Linked DNA regions of Mus musculus: region 1 is linked to region 2. Evidence: chromatin contacts called from public Hi-C data. All regions are on one chromosome and are shown on one strand. Each heading gives the region's core, a stretch centred on a gene start, on an enhancer-like site or on the middle of the called end of the contact. The rest is flanking DNA. Distances are from core to core; before and after follow the strand shown.

Region 1 (6,833 bases), core at 1,111-3,610, 350 kb after region 2:
GCTTGGGTCTCTGCATTCTTTTTTATGGACTCAGTTTCTCCATCTGGAGAATGGGAATCAGGGAGTTTATGAGCTGTGGCTAAAGTAAAGGCCTTGCTGCATTCTGGGATATCAGCCATTTCTTAAGAAGGGAGAGAACCAAGCCCAAAAATGGGACCCATCTGGGGACTGTCCCCTCCCTGACTTTCATGTTACCAGGTCTCAGTAATCCCTCAGTTTATGAACTGGCTGGCTGTATCCCTGGGGTAGGGCAGGGCTTCTGGCTGGCCTAGAAGAGTGGCCCCACCTCCTCGAGGCAGGGTCCCAGGCTGTCACAACTGGGAGGATTGTTCCCACAGAGTGTCTGAGCCAGAAAACACAAGTGGCCACTGTCTCTGCTTTCAAGGGTGTGGGCTCTGAGGTTAGAGACCGCCAGCGAGCAGCAGGGCTGAGGATCCCCCTCGCCCCTGGTCTTGCCATACAACTGACAGATGGATTTTTTGAAGCCTTGATGCTGCATGCGAATGGAAATCCTGCCTGCTCTCTTCAGCGTGTACTTCATTTGTTCAGACCCTCAGCCCTTTCTCCAGGGTCTCCCCATAGCAGAGAGAGAGAGAGAGAGAGAGCGAGCGAGCTTGGGCATCGTGCCCCACCCTTCAACTGTACAGAGGGGATCTGGAGCCCCAGACAGAACTCATGCTGACTGCATCGGCAGCTCTGGAAAGCAATTAGGTTCAAGGACTTTGAAACACTGGGGTGGGGCGGGAGGGGGGTGCAGGGGGAGTCCTGTTGGCTACAGCTGTATGGTGCTGTATGGTGATTTCACCCTTCTCAATATGTGGCTTCTCTTTTTATGGAGACGGGGGTCTCACTCTGTTGGCCAGGCTGGCCTGGAGCTCCTGGGGCCAAGTGATGCTCCTGCCTCTCTGCCTTCCAGGGAGTTGGTACTACAGCCACACACCTGACTGACCGTCCATTTTCTCATACATTAAACAAGCAGCAAGCAAACAAACAAGCAACCCCTAGAAGGCCTAACATTGTCTTTGAACCCAAGATCCAAGTGCTCTAGACTCCATGCTCCCCTCTCCAGGCCTCGGTCTGCTGTCTGGGAAGTAGGCATGTGGCCAGTGCCTGCCTCGGTGTCTGTGGGAGGCTCAGTGCCTGCACCTGTCGGGGCCCCTGGCTGTGAGGGGTTGGTTCTGGCTGTGCTTGCCATTGGTCTTCAGCTTAGAGCAGCTAAACCTTCTGGATGTGATTTGGTGCTCTGAGCAGTCTGGCTTGTGACAGGTCCGGCCTTCAAAACTCACACGCCTGTCTGAATCTCAGCCTCCTCTGTTGACTGAGAATGGTATTTGCCCTCCAGGTCTGGGTGGCACTGGGCAGCACTGGCTGGTTGGGGTTGCAACATCCTCTGCTGCTCTTTGGGACTGGGCTGTTGTTTCAGCCAGGCTCTTAAGGAATTTGGTTTTGGCACAGTCACTGCGTGGCCCCTCCCTGGTGGGCTCTGGCTTCTGAAGTCTGAGAAAGGCACTGGGCACCGATTGAGCCGTCTTGGTGTTGATATTGGCTCCTTGCTGGAGGCCCGGCCCTTTGGTCAATGCGCCTTTTACAGTGTAAGGCAAAGCAGGTTCCGTGCACTCGTGGAAAACAGTCCTCATTCCTCCAGGGAACTCAGGAAAAGGTGTCACACAGCCTGGGCAGTGATTAATAGGTGGCTTTTGCCTAGCTTATGGTGGCTGAGAAGGTGCTGTGGTCACCTGACCCTCAATCTGCCACCCCCAAAGGCCCACCCTTCCTCTCTGCCTCTCCAAAGGAAAGGCAGAGAGGAAGAGAGAGGGGGACTCTAACTGCTTATCTCATGGATTTATGTGGGGGAGGGGCGCTTTTCCAGACAGGGTTTCTCTGTGTAGCCCTGGTTGTTATGGAACTCACTCTGTAGTGAGTTAGGTTGGCTTCCAACTCAAAGATCTACCTGCCTGTGCCCTGCCTAGTGCTGGGATTAAATGCATGTGACAACACTCCTCACCTCTCTAGAGGACTTTTAAGCTGTTCTGAACAAGCATTCAAAATTGAGGGAAAAAGGACCCCTCCGCACATCCTGCTGACCTGGGCTGGGCTCTGGAGGTTTCCTGACTTCTACTCCGAAAAGAATTTTGGTGGGGGAGGGCCTGTCACCAGGCGCATGCAGGCTTAGTAGCTGGACTGCTAACCGCACTGCCCCGAAGTGTGATTGAGATGGTGCCTGAGCTATCACACCTAAGAAGTGTCAGCCAAGGGGGAATGGACTCTGTCCCCCATAAACGAGGAGCTGTTCTCATCCTGCAGGGGGTTTGGGGCTCTTAGCAGCTTAGATAGGAAGACCTGAGATGAGAACAGCCAGGCAAATGCTGGTTGGAACCTTCACACCACTTCCTCCTCAAAGGTGCGGTTGGTGCCTTCTGAGGCCACACCCATCGCAGCCACCCTGGTCCCTCTCTGCAGGATCGGTGACACCTCTCCATCCTGATTTTAATTCCTGAGGGCAGGGAGCAGGTAGCTGTCTGAGTGTTTGGTCACCCTAAATGGGCCTGGCCCGAGGCATAGCGAGTGAAGTCACCTGGTTGTAAAGGCTTCTCTGTGATTGGATGAACTTGTATAGTGTGCAACAGCGGTTCTCAACCTGTTGGTCATGACCCCTTTTGGTGGGGGGTCAAATGACCCTTTCGCAGGGGTCATCCAAGACCATGGGGAAAACACAGATAAGAAAAAACTTATGATTCATACCACCAGCAAAATTACAATTATGAAACAGCAGTGATGTAATTCTATGGCTGGAGTCACCACAACAGGAGGAAGTCTATTAAAAGGTGGCAGTGTTGGGAAGGTTGAGAACCACTGGTCTGGGGAATGTAGAGAATCTGCGAAGATAGATGACCCAGGTGTAGGTCCTAGGCATGTCTCCTCTCTGAACTCGGACTTGCTTTGCTGGAGAATCTGAGGTGTGGGTCGCCGTGCTTGATCCTGTGAGGGAACTTGTGTTGTCACTCAGGGGCTGGAGATGCACAGAAAGGACTGTCCTGGGTGGGGTGTGTACAGTTGTCACTAAAGGTCAGAGTGGGTGTGGTGCACGGCACCCCAGAAAGGCGCTGGTGGAGCACCCACTGCCCCTGTGTTAGTGACAAGCAGCTGCTGGCTTCTAGGGCTGTGTCAACACTGTGAACTCTGCCCTCGTGAGCACCAGGGTAGAGAGGCTGAAGGTTGTTAGCAACATCTCTGGTAGCTTGGGGGGGGGGGGGTGGCACTGAGGTAGTTGTGAGTCTTGTGTCTAGTTTCCAGGTCCCTCTTGTGTGGTGGAGTGGCAGGACCCAACTGTTTACAGGCTTATTTCGCTCTTTTTCGAATTTTGGCAAAGCAGAGTTAATATCCTGTTCATCACTTTAGCTTTCGAGGCCTACAGTTCTTTTGGTTTTTTTTTTTTTTTTTTTTTTTTTTTTTGGTTATATCTTACTTCCTTATCAGACACACAGAATGTTCTCTCTGGTCTGAGCTCCCCAGTGTTGACACCTCACGTGCTCTGGCCATTGTCGGGAGCGTCTGTGTCCCCTTGGACATCGGACTCTGTTTTCACACTTGTGTGGGGGCCTGGGAAGCCTTCTGGGGCTGTCTCCTGCCCAGCCTGCCCTGTAACCTTCCACATCTCCCCTTTGCAGGCCAAAAACAAGGAGACCGGTGCCCTGGCAGCAGCCAAAGTCATAGAGACCAAGAGCGAGGAGGAGCTGGAGGACTACATCGTGGAGATAGAGATCCTGGCCACCTGTGACCACCCGTATATCGTGAAGCTCCTGGGGGCCTATTACTATGATGGGAAGCTCTGGGTAAGAGAGCGCCAGCCTGGGCGCCATGTCAGCATCTGCTGTGTGGGCAGGGCTGCAGCGGGGAGAAGGTGAAGTGGGCTCCCTGGTAAAGCCTTTGGGTGTGAGAGAGTTCTGACATCCTCTCGAGCCTGAACATGGCGCTCCATGAGGAATTCTTACCTTGTGGTGCCTTGGACATGGAATACTCCAAAGTCCAGTGAGTGAGTTCTGGACAGGTGCCCAGAGGCCAGACATGGACAGGGCACCTGAGAGCTGATCTGGTGTCATTTGCAGGAGTCACAGATCTCCTGCTTCTGTACTCCCCCACTGTGAGCCTTTGGCTCCTGCAAGGGCCATGGGACGCCACTGGCTTCATGGGTCGAGACTGCCCTACAGATAGCTCTGTCACCAGCCTGCCTCATGCTGATACCTCTCAGCTGGCAAAACCCAGATGCCCTACAGTGGGCAGCTTGCTGAACCTGTGTTCTGCCAACTTTGTCTCTCTGCTCTCTCCTTTCTCGTGTGTGTGTGTGTGTGTGTGTGTGTGTGTGCGTGTCTGTGTGTGTGTGTGTATGTGTGTGTGTGTGTCTGTGTGTGTGTGTCTGTGTGTGTGTGTGTATGTGTGTGTGTGTGTGTGTTTATGTGTGTGTATGTGTGTGTATGTGTGTGTGTGTGTGTGTGTGTGTGTGTGTGTGTGTGTATGTGTGTGTTTCCAATGGGGAGGATTAAATCCAGTGTCTTGTATATGCCAAGTACTTTGCCACTGAGCTATATCCCAGACTGATAGTCTATATATACAGATACATATATGTAAAAACACACATATGTAAATAATCCCCCTCCAAACTCTAGACACTAAGGAAGCAAAGTGATGTGTGTGCAAGAAATATCTCAAGTAAATTCTGGGTACAGCTCGTACTGTCAGAATCCTGCAGACATTTGGAGACACGGCTGAGTGCCCTCAGGCACCTCCGCCATCACTGGGGCTGTGTGAGCCCAGGTCTTGCCACTGTTGATGGGAGGGTCGGTTCAGAAGTGTACATTGATCAGAAAGGATGTTTTAGGCATGGTACACACTGCTGTGGTGATTTCGTGTCCTTGGAGGTCTTTCCATGTCTAGTTAGGTCTCAGAACACTGGGAACTTGCTACTGGCCCGTGGTGGTTTGCTTTCTTCATGCCCAGTGGGAAGCAAGAGTCTTGGCTTTTAATGACAGAATGCCCGACTCACTGGTGCGAATGAAGAAAACTGGTTCATTGGAGAAAGAGATCCTGCTGCTCGGGAAGAAGGAGAAGTTCACTAGGCCTCATGATTGCTCATCTCCCAGGCAGGAATAGAGCCAGCAAGAGGAAGAAGTCTGGCCAAGGGACAGGGAGTTGGTCCTCCCCTCCCGGCTGGTGTTAGACTCTCATGCCCACAGCTAGGGGCTGCCTGAGGAGGGGCTTTTTGAACACAAGACATTTAGTTGGCGCATAGCTCTGGGGGTTCAGGGCCATTGTGCCAGGATTGGCTGGGCTCTCTGCATGGACTGGGGTCAGTAGGAATCCAGAGGGCTTTGCTGAAGAAAATCACATGGTGGTACTGACAGCCAGAGCGCATCTCAGGTTTCGGGTGACTTCATGACTAGTCTCCACTCTCTGCTAACATCACTGCAATGGGGACCAGGCTTCCAGTGTTTGAACTCTTAGGGGACACACACAGGCCACGGCATAGCTCCCACTGCCCAGGCTCCCCCCACGCCCCACCCCAAGTCTCTGTGCCCTGTCACTTGCTTCCCCTATCACACACACATATAGATTGGAGAGCAGAAACTCTCAAATCTGTCACATTGTCCTCTGACCTCCACACATGCAGTGGCATGTACAGGTACAAACACACACACACACACACACACATAATAATGATGATAATATTTGTTTTTAATCAGATAGAGAAGAAATGAGACTGAGGTCACTGGAAAAAAGCACAAGATGAAACCTCCTTGAGGCTGTTGTCAGAGGGCCCACTGCTGACATTCAAAGTGCATTTTCTAGATGTTTCAGCCATAGTTTTAAAATAAGCTTGAGTACCATGCCTGCCTCTGTGTCTTTGCCATCTTGGTTGAGGCATGGTTGGTTCTGTCCCGTGTGAGGACGGCCATGGGGTCCTCTGTACCCACAAGAGCTGCCCTGCGGCTCTGGGGAGGCTCTGCAATGCTGTTTCCTTCTTGTTTGAAAAGATCTGAGAATTTTTTAGATTTTTTTAATGTCTGTTTCCAAACTGGCATCACAGAGCCACTTCCCATGTGAGCTGAAGTCCCCTGGCCTACTCTTCTGTGTACCATCATTTCATCAGCCCACCCTCCTACCGCCTGCCCACCATCACTGCATCTGCCCCTCCCCCAACATCCCTCTTTCTCCCTCCCCACCATCACTCCATCCCTCCCTCCCCTCCCCACATCACTACACACACCCCTCTCCTATCCACCATCTACTCATTCAAGAATCAGGTAGGCAATTACAACAAACTGGGGAAATCTCTCCTCTAGTCCTCAGATTAACAACATTCTTAGCTTTGGATTCATGAAAGCTGGGAACCTGTTTGTTTATATGTTCTAGAAGGATTTGCATAATAGTCACAAGATATTAGATCTCACACACATAGGTGGGCAATGAATGGCTTTTTAAGAAGGCCAAGATGGCCTAAGATAATTTGGCTCTGGAGCTGCAACATTCAAACTCCCCCATTCATCGACATCCCAGTGAGTTGGTTGGCTTTTGTTGAATGTTCAGTGTAAGTGTGACTTCCTTTGAGGACTTCAGTTCATAGAGTCAGAGCTGCTCTTGTACTGAGGCCTCTGGGGAGAGGTGCAGCTGGTACAGTAATTGGAGGCCATCTTGTGCAAGGCCTGGATGCCAGAGTGAGAAGTTCATAGCTGACCTCCTGGGATAGTCATATCAGTGATGGGGCTCCACCTGGCCCTCCCAGGTCATAAGCTGGGGAGCTGCCCAGAAGCCTGTAGTTTTGAGAGCCTCCTAGGTGA
Region 2 (6,822 bases), core at 1,387-3,886:
TGTAATACTCTACCCCTGAGCTACACTCCAGGTCCTCTTTTTTACTTTTTATTTTGAGACAGGGTCTATCTTGGTTAATTTTATGTCAACTTGATACAAGCTAGAGTCATTTGGGAAGAACATTTCTCAAGAAAATACCTCCCTAAGATTTGCCTATAGCTAAGTCTGTAGTACATTTTCTTGTTTAGTGATTGAAGTGGCAGAGCCAGCCATCCCTGGGCTGGTAGTCCTGGGGTGTAAAAGAAAGCAGGCCGTGGAGCAAGCCATGAGGTACAAGCCAAGAACAGCCTGCTCCTCTATGCTCCCCACCACCACCACCATCAGCTCCTGCCTTGACTTCCTTTGAAGATGGACTTTGATGTGGAAGTGTAAACAGAATAAACCCTTTCGTCCCTGGGCTACTTTTGGTCACAGTGTTTTAGCGTAGCAATAAGAAACCTAATGAAGACAGGGTCTCACCAAGTAGCCCAGGCTGGCCTTGAACTGCCTTAACCTCCCAGCTAGCTGAAATGGCAGATCTGTGCCATTGGCCTGGATCCTTCTTATAACTTTTTTCTTTTATTTTTTTTTCTAGGCTTACTTATTTTCTTTTACATGTATGAACATTTTGCTTGTGTGTATGTCTATGTACCATGTGCATGTCTACAGATGGGAACGAGCCACTATGTTCGTGCTGGAAACAGAAACTGGGTCTCTCAAGAACATCAAGTTCTCTTAACCACCACACCGTCTCCCTGTCTCCTCTTATCGTTTCTTTTTCCCCTGCACTGGGTATTGAACCCAAGGCCCTGTGCACGCTGCGCATGCACCTACCGATCGAGTTATATCCCCAGGCCCTGTTCCCTATCTTGCCGGGGTGGGGGAACTCCCTATTCTCCTGCCCACTTGCAAAGCCCACAGAAATGGAGGACAGAAGAAGGCTGCTCTGTGTGTCAACCTTATCCAGCAGTGGCTTCTCTCTAGAGGTGGAGGCAGCAGTGCAGCCGCCCTGCTCTCCAGAAGTATCAGGGGCCTGTGACATATGCAAGCTGTGTCAGGAAATGGGGCTGGAGGTGGGCACAGGATCCAGCTTCCCTTTGAATGCCAGCAGACTGTGAGGTCCTCCTCTAGAACCAGGGGGATCCCTGTGCTATGCACGGTGTGTGAGGACATTGATGAGCTGATATAGTTGGATGCTAACAGCCTAAAGGATGGGGCCAGCAGACCGACTGGGCGAGGACAAGGTAGCAGACCAGAAGGAGCAGAGAAAGATGCCCTCAAAAGCACCTTCCCACACACTGCCTGCAGAAGAGGCAACTAGCGGGGTAGAAGTCTGTGGTACTGTGGCTGGAGAAGAGGCTGGATCCGGAAGTGGCGGAGGACCAGGGAAGAAAAGAAGGATGAGTCTGAGAGCACAGGGAAGTGGTTGGGGGTGGGGGTGGGGGGGTGGGGGTGGGGGTGGGGAGTTCCTCCCGGCACTGTTACTCTGCCGCTCCCTCCCCTTTTACCCATCCTAAAGCACTTGCCCATCTTCCAGCCCAGCTCCCTTGCCTGATGGGAAGACTGCATCCAGGCTCAGCCAGCTCTGTGCCCCTCAGCACCGGAACAAGCAGCCCAGCCTGCGGACAGGACTCAGGCAGATGAACTGATGCTGTACACTTGCAGGGTGGGTGGGTGGGAGGAAATGGTGCTCCAGTGCTCCCTTGGCCACCGTGAGGAAGTGCCTGCCTGCTGTGCCTTGTGCTCCCTGCACTAGCAGGGGCCTCCCCAGGGGCAGCCACTTGCAGGCGAAGCTGACTAAGCCTGCTGGGTAATCCAGGCTGAGCACCTGATACTGAGTCTCTTGCACAGCCCAACTCCATAATAAAAATGCCCCTCCCACCTCCCACCAAAACCACCCTGCCTCTCGTGGTGGTATCCATACCTTTTTCACCAGAGTGGGTGTCGTGGGTTATAATTTACTCCTGGGAGGCCGAGCCCTGGCCAAGAGTAAGCCCAGAGCATTAGTGTCCGAGGTAGATCAAGGTGGGGGATAGAGGGGGATCCCAGCAGAAAGACCTCTGAAGCTCAGTAACCCAGAAACAGAATTCTACTTATCTACACATGCCCTCCCCCCTTCCAGCCCCACAGAGCTAACCTGGAATCCCACGTGTACACATGGCCTCCCAGATCCTCTCCTACCATGACATTTTCAAAAGATCTGGAGGTTTAGAGGGATTTTACCAACCCTGGGCCTAAGCGGTTAGGTTTTGTTCCCCCATAAAAAGCTCAACCATGGATAAAGCAAAGCTTCTTCCATAACACAGCCTGGCCAACTTGGTGCCCTTCCCTTTCCTGCCTGGGGGATGGACATACTGACCAAAAGACAACCTCACGGCCCCCACCCCCAGCCCCAAACATTGTAATTTCTCTTTTCATGATTATCTCTGGAAAGATACCATGTCTGGGAGATAGTCAAGACCAGTACACCAGACAAGGTCAAAGGAGGGTGATGTCACCCACATTGCCGAGGACACAGTTCTCTTGCCTCCTCAAGTTTACGTCAAGGGAGCCCTAAATACAGACTCACCTTCCGCAATGCATCTTCCCAGGGCCATGGAGAGTCTCAGGCAGCCCCAGCCAGGAGGTGACTTACTGCCAACTGTCCTTGGGTGCACTGCAAAGCCCCTTACCTGATCCAGGAGATAAGAGAGATGAGTCTCTCAGCAGGCTGACACGGCCCACCCACATCAAAAACCACAAGACATCACAGAGCTACTGTCCTCCACAGAGCTCAGAGATGCCTGTCGCCACCTGCTGCAAGCCAAAGAATGGTGAGGACGGATAAGCTCTCACTCTGTGACACTGAGCATTGCCACGCACGGATGGCAGACATTTATCTCCTGAGTGACAGAGTATGCACATCCTCCCGGGCAATGCCACTGGGTCAGCACAGGAGGCAAGGTCGGAGAGCAGAGCAGTGCTTGAGCAGGACCTAGCCTAGGGTTTTCCCCTTCGAGGTTCTTCTGAGACGAAAGCACTGGCAGTCACTGAGTGCTAAATATAAAGAGAGACTAAGTCAAGGAAAACCAGTAATGCATCATGATGGTGCACACCTTTAGTCCCAGCACTCAGAAGGCAGGGGCAGGCAGATCTCTGTGAGCTCAAGGCCAGCCTCATCTACATAGTTGGTTCCAGGACAGCCAAGGCTATGTTACACAGAAAAACCCTGTCTCAAAGCAGCCCCCTCCAAGAAGAAAGAAAGAAAGAAGAGAAGAAAAGAGAAGAGAAGAGAAGAGAAGAGAAGAGAAGAGAAGAGAAGAGAAGAGAAAGGAGGGAGGGAGAGAGGGAGGGAGGGAGGGAGGAAAGAAGGAAGGAAGGAAGGAAGGAAGGAAGGAAGGAAGGAAGGAAGGAAGGAAGGGAAGAAAAAGAAAGAGAGGGGGGAGCTGGAGAGATGGCTCAGTGGTTAAGAGCACTGACTCCTCTTCCAGAGGTTCTGAGTTCAATTCCCAGCAACCACATCACATGGTGGCTCACAACCATCTGTAATGGGATCTGATGCCCCCTTCTGGTGAGTCTGAGGCTAGCTACTGTGTACTCAGTGCAACCCTGTCTCATATATATGTATACATCTAAGTCTTCTGGTGATCTTAAAAATTATAAATGATTAACATTATTAAGACTGTAGATTCTGCTCTATTTCTCTGGAAACCGGTAATTTTTATATTTTTGAGACAAGATCTCTAGACTACATATAAATTATATATATATATATATATGTATATATATATATATATATATATATATATATATACTCATTATATACACATACAGGTGGCAGCGCACACCTGTGATCCCAGTACTCTGAGAACTGAAGCAAGAGGATGACAAGTTCCAAACCATCCTTGGTCACTCATCTTTAAAAAACAAAACAAGGGTCTGAGGCTGTCCCTGAGGCTGGGGCTGTCGCTTGGCTGGAAGCGTGCTTACCCAGCATGCTTGAAGCCCTGCTGCAATCCCTAGTGCCACATAAAACAGATGTGGGCCATGCTTATAGTCCCAGAACTCAGGAGGCAGGAGTGAGCTTCAGGCCATCCGAGGCTAGAGATCCTAACTCAAAAATACAGAAACAAAAAATCATCATTCTCCAGAAAAAAAAAAGCAGAAAAATATTAGTCATTCATAATTCTCAAAATAAAAACAAGACTATTAGATATAGAAAAAAAGAGCTGGCTGGACATTGGTGATAAACACCTTTAATCCCAGGGTTTGGAAGGCAGGAGCAGGCAGATTTCTGTGAATTCAGGGGCCAACCTGGTCTACAGAGTGAGCTCCAGGACAGCCAGGGTCACTGAGAAACTCTATAGTCCTGCATGTGGGAGCCAGAGTCAGGAGGCTGAGAAATGCAATATTATTCTCCTCTACATAGTGTCCAGCCCGGGCTACAAGACCCTGTCTCGAAAATAAGAAAGAAGGAAATGATTGAGAGAGATAAGAGGAAAATGTGAAGCACTCCAGAGTTTTGATGTAAACGTTCTTCGAGGACTACGCTCCTTATTCTTTTTCCTCATTACTATTAGTATCACTAGCTTGTTGCTTCTTGAAACCTCAGTATGTATGAACGAAGCCGTCTGAGCTCTCAATCCGTTGAGACCCATTTCTTTTACTTCCTTTTCTACTGCTCATCGCCTAACACACACTGGGATTTTTATGTAAGACAGGTAGCACATGCACAGATATCACCCAGGGGCTCCCAAGGCTCAGAGCCAATAGAACAACTGATCCACTCTCAAGGGGGGTCTGTAGTCAGAATTTGGGCTTTTTGAAACACAGAAGCAGTATAGTAATGTTTTCATTTTAACCCCAGGCGTGGGGCTGCTTCAGGCTGTCCACAGCAGCTGAGCATGATTCGACCATGCTTTGGCAGGGCTGTGGTTTCACCAGCTGCAGATGTTTTCTGTGAGTGTGTGACATTTAGAATTCTAGGGACTTTTCAGAAGGTCTATAAATGCTAGGACCCTGATACAGGGAATTCTGGTTGGCTGGTTTGTGGTTGGATGCTGTTGGTCATGTTTTGTTGGGGTTTATCAAGTAGTTATGTGCGAAGAGACGAAAAGGAGAAATTACATATCCTGATGGCCAAGATCAAACTTGCCCCAAGGACCTCGAAGCCCCTAATCAGCAGGAAGTAGTGTAATGATACCATTACTCTTTCTCCTCTCCCCTTTTTTCACTCCTACCTAGTGCTAGAGGGTTGAAAGGGTGGAAGAAGAAAAAAAAAAAAGAACCTAGGAAGTAGCCAAAAGTCAAGCTACAAGGATACTAGGTTAGCTTGCCTAATACCGTCCGGGTATTTGAACAATGGCTGTATGCACAGCCTGAGAACTGGTAGGAGCTCAGTGGTCCAAGCTGGATGCCTTAGCAGTTCTGTTCTGGTGCTAACGGCCATGAGAATCCCTAGAGAACCACTTATCCTCAGTCCATGTTGTAAGCTGAAGAAGTTGAGTCCCAGCATTGTGGGAGGATGGCCGGAGTGCTGACAGGACAGAGTGGATAACCTTGCCAACAAAACACAAAAGCAAGCCGGCAAAAGGCAAAACCTTTCCCCTCCGACTGCTTTATACTAATATCTAAGCTGCCAGGAGAAGACTTGATCCACACTCAGGGTGAGTCTTTCCGTTTCAATTAATGTAATCAAGAAAATTCCATATACCAGAATGGCCAAGTAGTTAAAGAATCAGATTTAAGAAAGTCCATCACAGGGATGCCTAGAGGTTGACCCATCTAAATAACCCCTCACAGATGCACCAGGCGCTTGTCCCATGGGCGATTCCCTGTCTTGTTGACAGTCAATATTAATCAATACAAGTCCACCCCTTGTAAACTTGACACCCAGACACACATCCTTATGCCATGCTTAATTTCCAAGTGAAGACACATTCATAATTTTGCCTACAATAACTAACTGAGCCCAACCACAAGCACACTACCCTACCCTCAAAATAGGCCAGAGTTCCTTTAATGCTTAGTCTTTTGGTGTCCCCAAGGGCAAATATAATTATGTTTACAAGGCTTAATAACTGATACTCTGGTTCACAGATGTGTATGCATGTGGGAATATGGAGCTATAGAAATATAGATATAGGTATGAGGTAGAATGGTAGGACATGAAAATCGTGATGGCCTAGAAAGGAAAACATGGGAAAGGAAAGATCTGGCTTGCTTTTTCTGCTGATAAAGGCAGAAAACTAATAGACATAGCTGATAAAGCCAAAATTGCCTGAAACAGTTCATTTGAGAGAAGATATCTCAAACAAAAATGTCAAAGACAAATAAATTGTGCTTACTTATGGCCACATTAATCTATACTGTAGATTTTCTGTTTATTTTTGTTTTGAGAAAGGGTCTCACTATGTAACCTGTTCCTCTTACTTTCTTCTTTATCTCTGCTGTGCAACTCTCCTGGGCTTTAAACCCTTTCTCCTGCCTCAGTCTCTCCAAGTGCTAGGATTTTCTCCAAGTGCGTACAACAAGCTTGGCATAGGGGATAAGAGTTTTAAGTAGGATAACCATGATTGAGGGAGGGAGGGAGGGAGGGAGGGAGGGAGAGAGGGAGGGAGGGAGAGGGAGGAGAGGGAGAGAGAGAGAGAGGGAGGGAGGGAGAGAGAGAGAGAGAGAGAGAGAGAGAGAGAGACACGGTTGTTGTTCTTCCAGAGGGCCAAATTTGATTCCCAGCACTCACACGATGTTTCTCAGTGCCCAGAAGAAATACACGCCGAAAATGACCCATACACATAGGATTTTAAAAATGAGGCAAGTGATTAAAGTAGCTATCCAGGGAATGTGACGGGAGCAAAGAAAAAA

Evidence for each region. A called contact is a pair of places that touch in the nucleus more often than the background predicts.
Region 1: a contact with region 2 is called in a Hi-C map of the G1E-ER4 cell line, with 4 times the contacts expected there. The contact joins the enhancer-like site here to the promoter of Il9r in region 2. A contact is called at or near these places in 1 of 39 promoter capture datasets (cranial neural crest), 2 of 484 Hi-C or Micro-C datasets (the G1E-ER4 cell line and fetal liver) and 1 of 115 datasets of contacts at active chromatin or transcription factors (pancreatic cancer cells).

What each region holds. Positions count from the first base shown.
Region 1 is chr11:32,551,456-32,558,288 of GRCm38.p6, forward strand. It overlaps Stk10 (serine/threonine kinase 10), which reads left to right. Exons shown (of 19, transcript NM_009288.2): 2 at 3,669-3,833. Among named protein-coding and RNA genes, the nearest start is that of Stk10, 22 kb to the left of the region's middle. Within about 2 kb of position 2,361, at least 165 of the 459 cell types and tissues checked have an H3K27ac peak or open chromatin away from gene starts, as enhancers often do. A contact at or near this core is called in the G1E-ER4 cell line and pancreatic cancer cells, where this site is marked.
Region 2 is chr11:32,197,643-32,204,464 of GRCm38.p6, forward strand. It overlaps Il9r (interleukin 9 receptor), which reads right to left and starts at 2,637. Exons shown (of 9, transcript NM_001134458.1): 1 at 2,549-2,637. The coding sequence starts at 2,576.